Regions from separate parts of the Mus musculus genome. Here regions 1 and 2 are each linked to region 3. A link is a contact called in public Hi-C data. All regions are on one chromosome and are shown on one strand. Each heading gives the region's core, a stretch centred on a gene start, on an enhancer-like site or on the middle of the called end of the contact. The rest is flanking DNA. Distances are from core to core; before and after follow the strand shown. Region 1 holds the start of Ptgs2 (prostaglandin-endoperoxide synthase 2). Region 2 holds the start of Pla2g4a (phospholipase A2, group IVA (cytosolic, calcium-dependent)). Region 3 has its middle 66 kb from the start of Pla2g4a.

Evidence for each region. A called contact is a pair of places that touch in the nucleus more often than the background predicts.
Region 1: a Hi-C map of adipose-derived mesenchymal stem cells shows a contact between it and region 3, with 2.0 times the contacts expected there. The contact joins the promoter of Ptgs2 here to the enhancer-like site in region 3. A contact is called at or near these places in 5 of 39 promoter capture datasets (the 3T3-L1 cell line, 3T3-L1-derived adipocytes, the C10 cell line and 1 more), 1 of 15 datasets of contacts at CTCF or cohesin (the NIH/3T3 cell line), 5 of 484 Hi-C or Micro-C datasets (the C2C12 cell line, adipose-derived mesenchymal stem cells, nephron progenitors and 2 more), 4 of 115 datasets of contacts at active chromatin or transcription factors (embryonic stem cells, heart atrium and pancreatic cancer cells) and 2 of 9 other capture datasets (adipose tissue and liver).
Region 2: a contact with region 3 is called in a Hi-C map of pancreatic cancer cells, with 2.3 times the contacts expected there. The contact joins the promoter of Pla2g4a here to the enhancer-like site in region 3. A contact is called at or near these places in 2 of 39 promoter capture datasets (the HPC-7 cell line, HPC-7-derived erythroid cells and macrophages), 5 of 484 Hi-C or Micro-C datasets (adipose-derived mesenchymal stem cells, nephron progenitors, pancreatic cancer cells and 2 more), 1 of 115 datasets of contacts at active chromatin or transcription factors (heart atrium) and 2 of 9 other capture datasets (adipose tissue and liver).

Annotation. Positions count from the first base shown.
Region 1 is chr1:150,098,442-150,101,621 of GRCm38.p6, forward strand. It overlaps Ptgs2 (prostaglandin-endoperoxide synthase 2), which reads left to right and starts at 1,590. Exons shown (of 10, transcript NM_011198.4): 1 at 1,590-1,834; 2 at 2,533-2,649; 3 at 2,772-2,915. The coding sequence starts at 1,783. It overlaps Ptgs2os (prostaglandin-endoperoxide synthase 2, opposite strand), which reads right to left and starts at 1,433. Exons shown (of 5, transcript NR_015466.3): 1 at 987-1,433.
Region 2 is chr1:149,959,823-149,963,070 of GRCm38.p6, forward strand. Pla2g4a (phospholipase A2, group IVA (cytosolic, calcium-dependent)) reads right to left here and starts at 1,468. Exons shown (of 18, transcript NM_008869.4): 1 at 1,369-1,468.
Region 3 is chr1:150,026,125-150,029,448 of GRCm38.p6, forward strand. No RefSeq gene overlaps it. Among named protein-coding and RNA genes, the nearest start is that of Pla2g4a, 66 kb to the left of the region's middle. Within about 2 kb of position 1,362, at least 36 of the 459 cell types and tissues checked have an H3K27ac peak or open chromatin away from gene starts, as enhancers often do. A contact at or near this core is called in the C2C12 cell line, the HPC-7 cell line, the NIH/3T3 cell line and 2 more, where this site is marked.

The DNA.
Region 1 (3,180 bases), core at 340-2,839, 73 kb after region 3:
GTACACAGTCAAGAATGTGGAATTTTATACAGTTCCTAGCTGAAGTTCGTATCAGGAGCTCTAACAAACTTAGTTTGACACCATGCACTTCCCGCATTTAAAATAAAACAGAAAACAAGAACTATTTAAAGGGATTCTCCAAAAGAAAACAGTCTGTGCTTTCAGTTGAAATTTCCCATAAGACTCCGTGTAAGAGGCTGGGAGTGCCATACCTGGACTGATTAAACATGACTAGAACAAAGGCCCTGGGTGACATGGAGTTTTAGTCACTGTGTCTCATGTAGCATCAAATTAGCTTGCACATGAAGCAAACAGTTAAAAAAAAATTCCATGAGTATTCTTACTTTCTGGGAGACTTCCGCAGAGTCAGGTATTTGCTAGAGTTTCCTAAGTGCTGCTTCTCATGGTCGATTGGATTCCCCCATGTGGATATTCTCCCCTTTCATTTTTGTTTTGTTTTGTTCTGTTTTGTTTTGAGCAGGGGTCTTGCTGTGTTACCCAGCCTGCTTCAAACCATTTTCCTGACTTAACTGTCCTCAGAATATAGTGTAATTTCACACTCTGTGTCATTTTTTTTATCCATTCACGCCAAGAACGTACAGTTTAGTTGAATTTTTTAGTTTCCTCCTTTTCTTATTTTGCTCCTTTTCGCTACTCCATCCTCACACCCCCTCCATGGCCAACACAAACACAGTAGGAAGATATCCAACACTATCAAAAACATCACCTCTCTAGGCAAATAATTTTTTATCAAACACTGTTTCTGAATGAAGTGAATTTTTTTTTAAGGTTAGGGAGAATAAGGCTAGTTATGGAAAAATAACTATTACCTTTTGATCCGTTGCCATAACATACTTTCTTGTAAACATGGACAGAAAAAGTTTTTAAAAGGTACATTTGAAAACAAATTCTTTCTAGTGATACATCCCGTGAAAAGAGTTGCTGATCAAAATGATAAAAGCTATGTAACAGCAGGGGGAAAATACCTTAAAGCAATGCTGTGGACACTTAGCATTCCGATGAAGTGGAGCTCAGCATCTGTCCCTGGGAAAGGCGAGTGCCAGGGGCTCCTGTGACTGCAGAACCCGGAGGGTAGTTCCATGAAAGACTTCAACCTAATTCCACCAGTACAGATGTGGACCCTGACAGAGGACACTCATTTCATTAAAAATAGAAGAAATTAAATTAACCGGTAGCTGTGTGCGTGCTCTGAGCAGCGAGCACGTCAGACTGCGCCCCAGTGGGGAGAGGTGAGGGGATTCCCTTAGTTAGGACCTTAGATCCCGGGAGGGGAAGCTGTGACACTCTTGAGCTTTTAGGCCCCCACTGGATGCGCGACTGGGAGGAAACCGGAGACCCCAAAGAGCGCCAGACTAGGCGCAGACTCAGCGAACCACAGGGCGCCTGGAGGGATGGAGAGGGCGGTGCAGCTCTCTTGGCACCACCTGGGGCAGCCAAGGGCAGCTTCCCGGCTTCCTTCGTCTCTCATTTGCGTGGGTAAAAGCCTGCCGCTGCGGTTCTTGCGCAACTCACTGAAGCAGAGAGGGGGAAAAGTTGGTGGGGGTTGGGGAAAGCCTAAGCGGAAAGACAGAGTCACCACTACGTCACGTGGAGTCCGCTTTACAGACTTAAAAGCAAGGTTCTCCCCATTAGCAGCCAGTTGTCAAACTGCGAGCTAAGAGCTTCAGGAGTCAGTCAGGACTCTGCTCACGAAGGAACTCAGCACTGCATCCTGCCAGCTCCACCGCCACCACTACTGCCACCTCCGCTGCCACCTCTGCGATGCTCTTCCGAGCTGTGCTGCTCTGCGCTGCCCTGGGGCTCAGCCAGGCAGGTGAGTTGCGCCCCGAGGCGCCCTGGGACTCCTCAGGCTCAGACCCCCTTTCTAGCAGTGTGGGCCTGGCTGTGTATTGGCAAAGAGCCTGGACTGCTTAAGTCCTGAGGAACTGCAACCCACTTTCAGGTTTCTTATTTGCTAAAAACCAATAGTCTTAATGGCTTACAGGTTGTCATTATGGTAAGACAATCTGATCAATACTTGTGAAAAGCATAGATGTGGGCAACTGAACAAGAGTGGCTGCTTTGAATACCTGTTAGAGTTTTTCTATCCACAGAAAAATCCAGAATACATTTTTAAAAATATATTTAAAATGCTAAAACTTGACTGTTTTAATTTTATTTTCTTTACACTAAATTTTGACTATTGCACTAGGTCGATCCATTTTAATATTTAAAGGGATGCTTAATAATTCTAGTCTGTGTGTCCGAGTTATTTTAAAAATGTTGGTAATGTGAACTATGAAGTTAGGTCCTCTGTGTTTCTTGCTTAAGAATACAAAGTTGCTTGCTATTTCCATAAACAGTTGATAAGACAGACTTAATTAAAATAATGACCTTTTTAAATCTGGGTCTACCTATGTATTTGTCAAACTTATCATTGTAAAGTTGACCCATAGTGACAGAATTAAATCCTTAAGTTAAGATGAGAACAACCAAGAGTAACTGACAGGATATCTTATTTTTTTAATGTAGCAAATCCTTGCTGTTCCAATCCATGTCAAAACCGTGGGGAATGTATGAGCACAGGATTTGACCAGTATAAGTGTGACTGTACCCGGACTGGATTCTATGGTGAAAACTGTACTACACGTAAGTTTTTCCTGGGGTATCTTCCTTTGGAATGTGGCCACATGTGTAACCATCATTCTGTAGATTTGTGTCCTATGGGGGAGGGGCCTGCTCATTCTTCCTCCTGCTTTGTCTCTCTCCAGCTGAATTTCTGACAAGAATCAAATTACTGCTGAAGCCCACCCCAAACACAGTGCACTACATCCTGACCCACTTCAAGGGAGTCTGGAACATTGTGAACAACATCCCCTTCCTGCGAAGTTTAATCATGAAATATGTGCTGACATGTAAGTACAACCCTCCCTTGTTTTCCAGCATCCTCCAACACAACTAGGCACTAGAAACCCAACCCCAAGAACTATCCTGACCTTTTCAAAGGGCTTGAAGTATACCTTTTCTAATCTGTTTTTCCCCTGAAATGTCTAAAATACAGTCATGAAAACCTGTAGTCTCTATTCTAGTTTTGACCCCTGTCCTTCATTCGTGTGGAGGAAGTGTGGTTCACTTGTTCATTGAATAAATACCCATGGCTCACAGAATTGTTCGGAACAC
Region 2 (3,248 bases), core at 218-2,717, 66 kb before region 3:
TAAAATGCTATTTTAAAAACGTATACAGTTAAAATGAAAGTGTCTCTTCCCATAAAATATGTTTTCCTTAGAGGAAGTTTTGTAAAACTTTGAGAGAAGGCCATTAAACTTCTCTATGCATTTCACAATTATTGCTTAATTTAAAATTTAACTCTTCGTGAGCTCAATGAAAACAGAGACCAGCTTCATTGGCCAGGTCTCACTATATCTGTGATATAATTTCAGACTGGATAGGTCTATTTCATTAAATTCTCTGTGAATCTCTTTGACTGCAATTTCAAATGTATTCAACAAACAGAAGCAACACAAAATACACTCCTTTTTCCCAAATTAGAATCCCAAATATAATACTAAAATCCACCCCTTCTTTTTATGTTGTTGTTTCGTTTGTTTGTTTGTTTGTTTGTTTTTTGTTTTTTGTTTTTCGAGACAGGGTTTTTCTGTATAGCCCTGGCTATCCTGGAACTCACTCTGTAGACCAGGCTGGCCTTGAACTCAGAAATCTGCCTGCCTCTGCCTCCCTGGGATTAAAGGCGTGCGCCACCATGCCGGGCGAATCCACCCCTTCTAAGTGGCACATCTCTAATGCTGCTCTCCACCAGCCTTCAGTGAAAGCAGTTTAAACCAACAGCTAACATCAGGAGCATTTTTCATAACCAAGTGTCTGAAGTGATGAATCTATTTAAATCATTACAAATTGTAAAAGAAGTAAAGATGTTAAGTCATTTATTTCAAAACCAAGTCCCTTTCACTCTTCCATCTTTTAGATTTTAGAACCTCAGTTCTAAAATGATATTCACAAGTGTGCAACTTGATAGAATATTTTCCAAAAAACTGTTTTGACCTGTTGTCCTGTCACAAGTTACCCAAAGCCTGAGAGCAGCGGTGCTTGTTAGTTCAAGGTTAGTTTTTCAGTGTTATAAGTCACATCACACAGCAGCCCATTAAATACCCAGGAATGTTCTGCGAACATAACTCTTTTTATCAATTAAAATTTAAATGAGTCACCAAACTGCCCCTAAACATCTTTACAAGCAGCACTCAAACTCAGGAGTCAGGAATCACTGGGTAGCATCACGTGGGACACAAAGGCGCGCCAACTCACTTCTCTATAAAGACTCAATTTCCCAGCACCCGCTGAAGGAAACAACCTATACCTTTATTCCAATCTGCTCTTAGACCCAGGAAACCAAACCCTCCTCACTTAGAAGGAAACTGAAGCCTGCGTTGTGAACCTTTCCCAGAGGCAGAGGAGTGAAAGAAGTGAAGTTTTAGCACGCGTGGCTGCCTTCCTCCTGGGAAGCTGCCCACGGATAGCGATGGAAAGTGCAAGAGGAAGCAGGCAGGGAGAGTAAATGCATTGCTTACAGTTCCCAGAGTTAAATGAGAATCCTCAGGCTTCTCTGTGCCTTCTGGCTCTCAGTCGGGAGCCCTTCACAGTTCCGACTTCTAGAAAGTCTTCTCCGGCTGGTAGGAGGGGCTAAGAAGTGGGCTGGTCTCTGTGGATGTTAAGGTGGAATTCAAGCGAGCTCCTCTGGTGAAGACTAACATTCTAAATGGACATGTTTAGTTTTCAGAAACAGGCCTTTCGAGTCAGAAAATATACTTTAAAAATATGTGATCTAACTGGTCCTAGGGGTGTGCATGAAAATATGCTTTAAAAACATGTGACCTAACTGGTCCTGGGGGTATGCATGTGCGTGCCTATGTGTGTGTGTGCATGTGTGTGTGTGTGTGTGTGTGTGCATGTGCGTGTGTGTGTGTGTGTGTGTGTGTGTGTGTGTGAGAGAGAGAGAGAGAGAGAGAGAGAGAGAGAGAGAGAGAGAGAGAGACTGCTGCTGCTGCTGCTTGCCCTTAAGCAGTCACTACTTCCTCTTTTTTCCAAAAGACTAAAAGTGAAGTTGAAAAGATAATGCATTATGTTGAGAATTTTTAGAGTCTTTAAAAGGTGAAGTTTTAAACAAACCGCAAATACAAAACGCATATACATTTTACAGTTGAACAGTGTTGGACAACCTTGAAAAGCAAACCTGTTCAAGCCTTTCTCCCCAAACTCAAAGCCTCTGAGTTGTTTAAGCCCTTTCAGAGAATAGAACCCATAAGTTCCGACGTAGAAGTAACAACAAATCAGGAAGAATCTGCAATCTAATTTGAAGCATATAATAACTTCTATGTGAAGAAAGTGTTGTATCTATTACAAGCGTGGTAGCTCACAACTGTCATGTGGGAAGTAGAAAAAAAAACATGTATGAGTTCAAAGTCAGCTTATGCTACATAGTGAAGCCATATCTCAAGGCAAACAGACGTCCTGACAATTCATGAAATCCTGTTACTCTAAGTACCCTGGTTAGAATGCCTTCAGGGCTTCCTCCATATCAAAGGCAGTTAGCAGAGCCCCTTCCTCTCTACAACGCCACCATTTATCTCCTAATTAATATCCTCAATATTTCTTAAAAGCACATCTTTTCTTCTTCTGTTTGCTTTCTATTGCTGGGATAAATTTTTCTGACCAGAAGCAATTTGTGAAGGGAAAGTTTTATTTGGGCATACAGGTCCTGACAGTCCATCAGGAAGCGAAGTCAGAGTAGAAATTCAAAGCAGAAAACAGGAGGCAAGACCTGAAGCATAAACCAAGGAGGGATGCATTTTTGTTCTCGTTTCATAATTTACTCCTTTTTGGTGTCGGAGGCAGGCTCTCATGCAACCAAGGCTGGACTCAAACTGAACTGGCTAGCAACAGATGACTTTGAACGCCTGACTTTCCTGCCACCACCTCCGTGGAATCAAAAGCACATGCCACCCAGGCCTAGCAATTACACTTTTAAAGGCTCCTTTTCCATTCATGAGTAAAGTAAAAGGCAAATCTGACACCTCCATTCTATCACAAAGTACAAGTTTATGTGGTATGAATAGACAGATTCACGAAGTTAAGATAAATATGGTAATCCACTGCAGAAAATATGGCTACACGTAAGTTGTGTTCACCAACACTTGGGTTAGGAATTAGGTTACCCTAATTCCTTCTATCCACTTGCAGCAACAATTTCACGAGTTGTTTTTTGCTCTCCAAGATCCCTCTAAATTTGGTGCAGGGAATTCCTGTCCAATTTTAGTGACTCTGTCACAATGGGCACAAACCCCATTACTCATCTCACAGAAGGACTTCCAGGCACTGCAGGGTTTTGAAAATATTTATGCTGTTGGAATTTAAATGTGCTGACGACAGTGTGTAGTCTAAGCCCATTGCC
Region 3 (3,324 bases), core at 112-2,611:
AATGGAAACCTAGCTGTAGGCTTAGATTTTTCTCTAAATCTACTTTATTTAGGGTTCTTGAACACTTCAACCTCCCTTCTAGTTCAGCGACTGAAAAAGAAGGTTCATAAGAACAGGGTTTGGTGGGCCAGTTTAGAAGTAGTTCTTTGGCAGTGATTTCACTCTTCAGTGTCAGGATACCAGCAGTCCAGTCCAATAGCAAACAACAAACATGAATCAGTAGCAGTCCTCTATCCAGCAGAAACTACAAGCCCTGCCCAGCCCCCTCCACCGAATCAGCATGAGTCAGCGGAATCAGCCAGAATACCAAGAGAAGGACTTTGGCACATTTCTTTCTGCAAAGTGAAGACCAGGGAAAACCAAGGAAGACCAGCAAAGTGTTGCAGGAGAGACAAGGGGCCAGACATGATAAGACTTGGATAGGACTATGCCTTACTCCCAGTGACACAGGGCAATCACATTTTTTATTGAGAGGTAGCTTAGCACAACAATCACTCATTATAGGCATAGAATCCAGAGTTTGTCACACATCTGAGGTCACTGCTGTCCATCACAGGAAGTCCTCCCTTTCCATTCTACAATCACTCTATTCTTTCTTCATTTTTCCTTTTCTTTTCTCCTTTTCTATCTATGTCTTTTATTTATTTCTCTATTGATTGATTAAGAGTTTTGTGTTTGTTTTGAAACAGGGTGTTACTCTGTGTCCCTAAATGGCCTGGGACTCAGAAACTCAGGCTAGCCACCAACTCAAGGAGATCCTCCCGCACAAATTTGCTTAATGGCAGGATTACATAATTACCTGATTACATAATGTAAGTTGCCAAGCCAACCTCTATAACAGTCATTTTCCACTGGCACCTGTAGCACTGAGGTGTTACCTGTCTTTTTGACCTTTTATAAATACTTCTTTAAAGTTATGATAGATTGAAAGGGTTATATCTTGTCTGCTATGTTTCTTGTGTGACTGCCTCATGACAAATGACAGAGGTCAACGAAGCTATAATTTGTCTTGGTGGTGGTATCTTACCAGTGTGTTTTTGTAAACTGAGGCATGGGGGTGGAGATGAGTCACTGCAGTCATAAAATTAGTGAGTCCCTGGAAGGAAAGGATCATGCAGGGCATGATGCTGAGTCTTCATGCCCTTGTTCTGTGTTGCCACTCACTGTTTAGACTTTCCTTCCTATCAGAGTTCTCCCCGATGGAAACAGCCCAGGGGAGGAAATCCCTGTGTTTGTAGACTCATTTTGGAAAAGAAAGCTTTGTATGTTTGTGTTTGATAACACTGTTATAGTTACTAAACCATCGGCTCATGGTTCTGGAATCCTGTGGAATTCCAATGTGCACTAACAGCCCGCTCTGTTCTATCTTCTCTTCTGGTCAGACTGCTCTGGGGTAGCAGAAGTTAGTCAGTGACTTCCCTCGTCCTCCAGTCTAGCCCACATGGAATTCCAGTATCAGTGGGTGTGGACGGGTAACAGGGAGCTGCATTTTTTCCTCTCTATAAGCTGTTTTACAAATGCCCATATAGACATGCAAGAGGACCAACCAGAGAGAAAAATATCAAAACCTAGGAAAGGGTTGAAACTGATCACTTCAGGAGAATTCTCTTACTAAGGTCTAAAGTTGGACTTGATTGTTTTCTCTGTCAACTTTTGTGTCATCTCTGAAGGATTGTCCACCCCAGGGGAGTAGGTTTTTGATGGCTATGGCAGATGACTACTAGAACCAGTGAGTCTCACTGCTAGGCAAGGGTATCCTAAATCTGAATAGAAAGCAAGGAAAATATAAAGTGTACATTTCAATAAACTATTTTCTTTATAAATTTATTTATTCTACATGTGTATGGCTATACATGCATACCACAACCTGTGTGTGGAGGTGGGAGGACAATCATCAGGAGTTCCTTCCATCTTTGAACCCCAGGAATTAAATTCAAGTTGCGCATCAGCCTTGACAGCAAGTACCACCACATACTAACCATCTTGATGACCCTCAATGCTTTATTTAGGTAACCGATTGACTGATTTTCACTCTCTTGTTTGTGTTTCTTAGATGATTTTGCAATTTTACAAGATAATACAAGATATTTTTACATCTTGTTGTCATCAGCTCTATTTTCAAGTAGCTCATAGAATGGCTAAGCTAAATTAACCTCACAGCCAGAGAACAGCTATGGTAGTTGGAATGAAAATGGCCACCATAGGTCCACAGAGAGTGACACTAAATATGACCTTGTTGAAATTGGTGTGGCCTTGTTGGAGAAAGTATGTTTCCTTCAATTCTTCTGCATGCCAGATATAGAACTCTCAGCTCCTCCTCAAGATGCCAGCCTACTGCAGTGATGATAATGAACTAAATCTCTGAAAATGTAATCCAGGTCCAACTAAGTGTTTTCTGTTCTAAGAATTGCCATTGCCGATCCCTTTAGCTCCGTGGGTACTTTCTCTAGCTCCTCCATTGGGAGCCCTGTGATCCATCCAATAGCTGACTGTGAGCCAGTACCCCGGAGCTCTTGACTCTAGCTGCATATGTATCAAAAGATGGCCTAGTCGGCCATCACTGGAAAGAGAGGCCCATTGGACACCCAAACTGTATATGCCCCAGTACAGGGGGACGCCAGGGCCAAAAAAATGGGAATGGGTGGGTAGGGAAGTAGGGGGGAGGGTATGGGGACTTTTGGGATAGCATTGGAAATGTAATTGAGGAAAATATGTAATAAAAACTATTAAAAAAAGAAAGTAAAAGCACACAAAAAAGATGCTGTTAAAAGAGTGAACATGAGGAGAAAGAAAAGGATACTTAAAAAAAAAAAAAAAGAAGAATTGCCATTGCCATGGTTTGTCTTGAGAGCCACAGAAACCCTAACTAAAACAACAACATAATTATTAAACTTTCATATCCAAACAGATTAAGTCCAACTCCCCACCCCTTTGAGACAAAGTCTCACTTTGTAACTCTGATGGCTTGGAACTTGCTATGCAGACCAGTTAGCCTAAAACTCCCAGAGATCTGACTGTTGCTGTCTTCTAAGTACTAGGATTAAAGGGGTGCATAGAATTGATAGCTTATAATACGTTTGTATACAGATATACAGCACAGATAACCTGCCATAAAGAGAATTGTAATGAACTATACTGTACCTTACATTTCAGAAGAACAATAAAAGTTCCTCCTTTCATTCTCTCTTAAGAAGCCCATTCCTTGGCTGGAATTAGAGCCTACTTCTTCCAGATTCTGGTGTATACTGAAGAGCATCTGAGATAACCAGCCTCATAAACTAAACAACTACTGGGTTTTTAAATCTTCCATTGGTAGACAGCCAT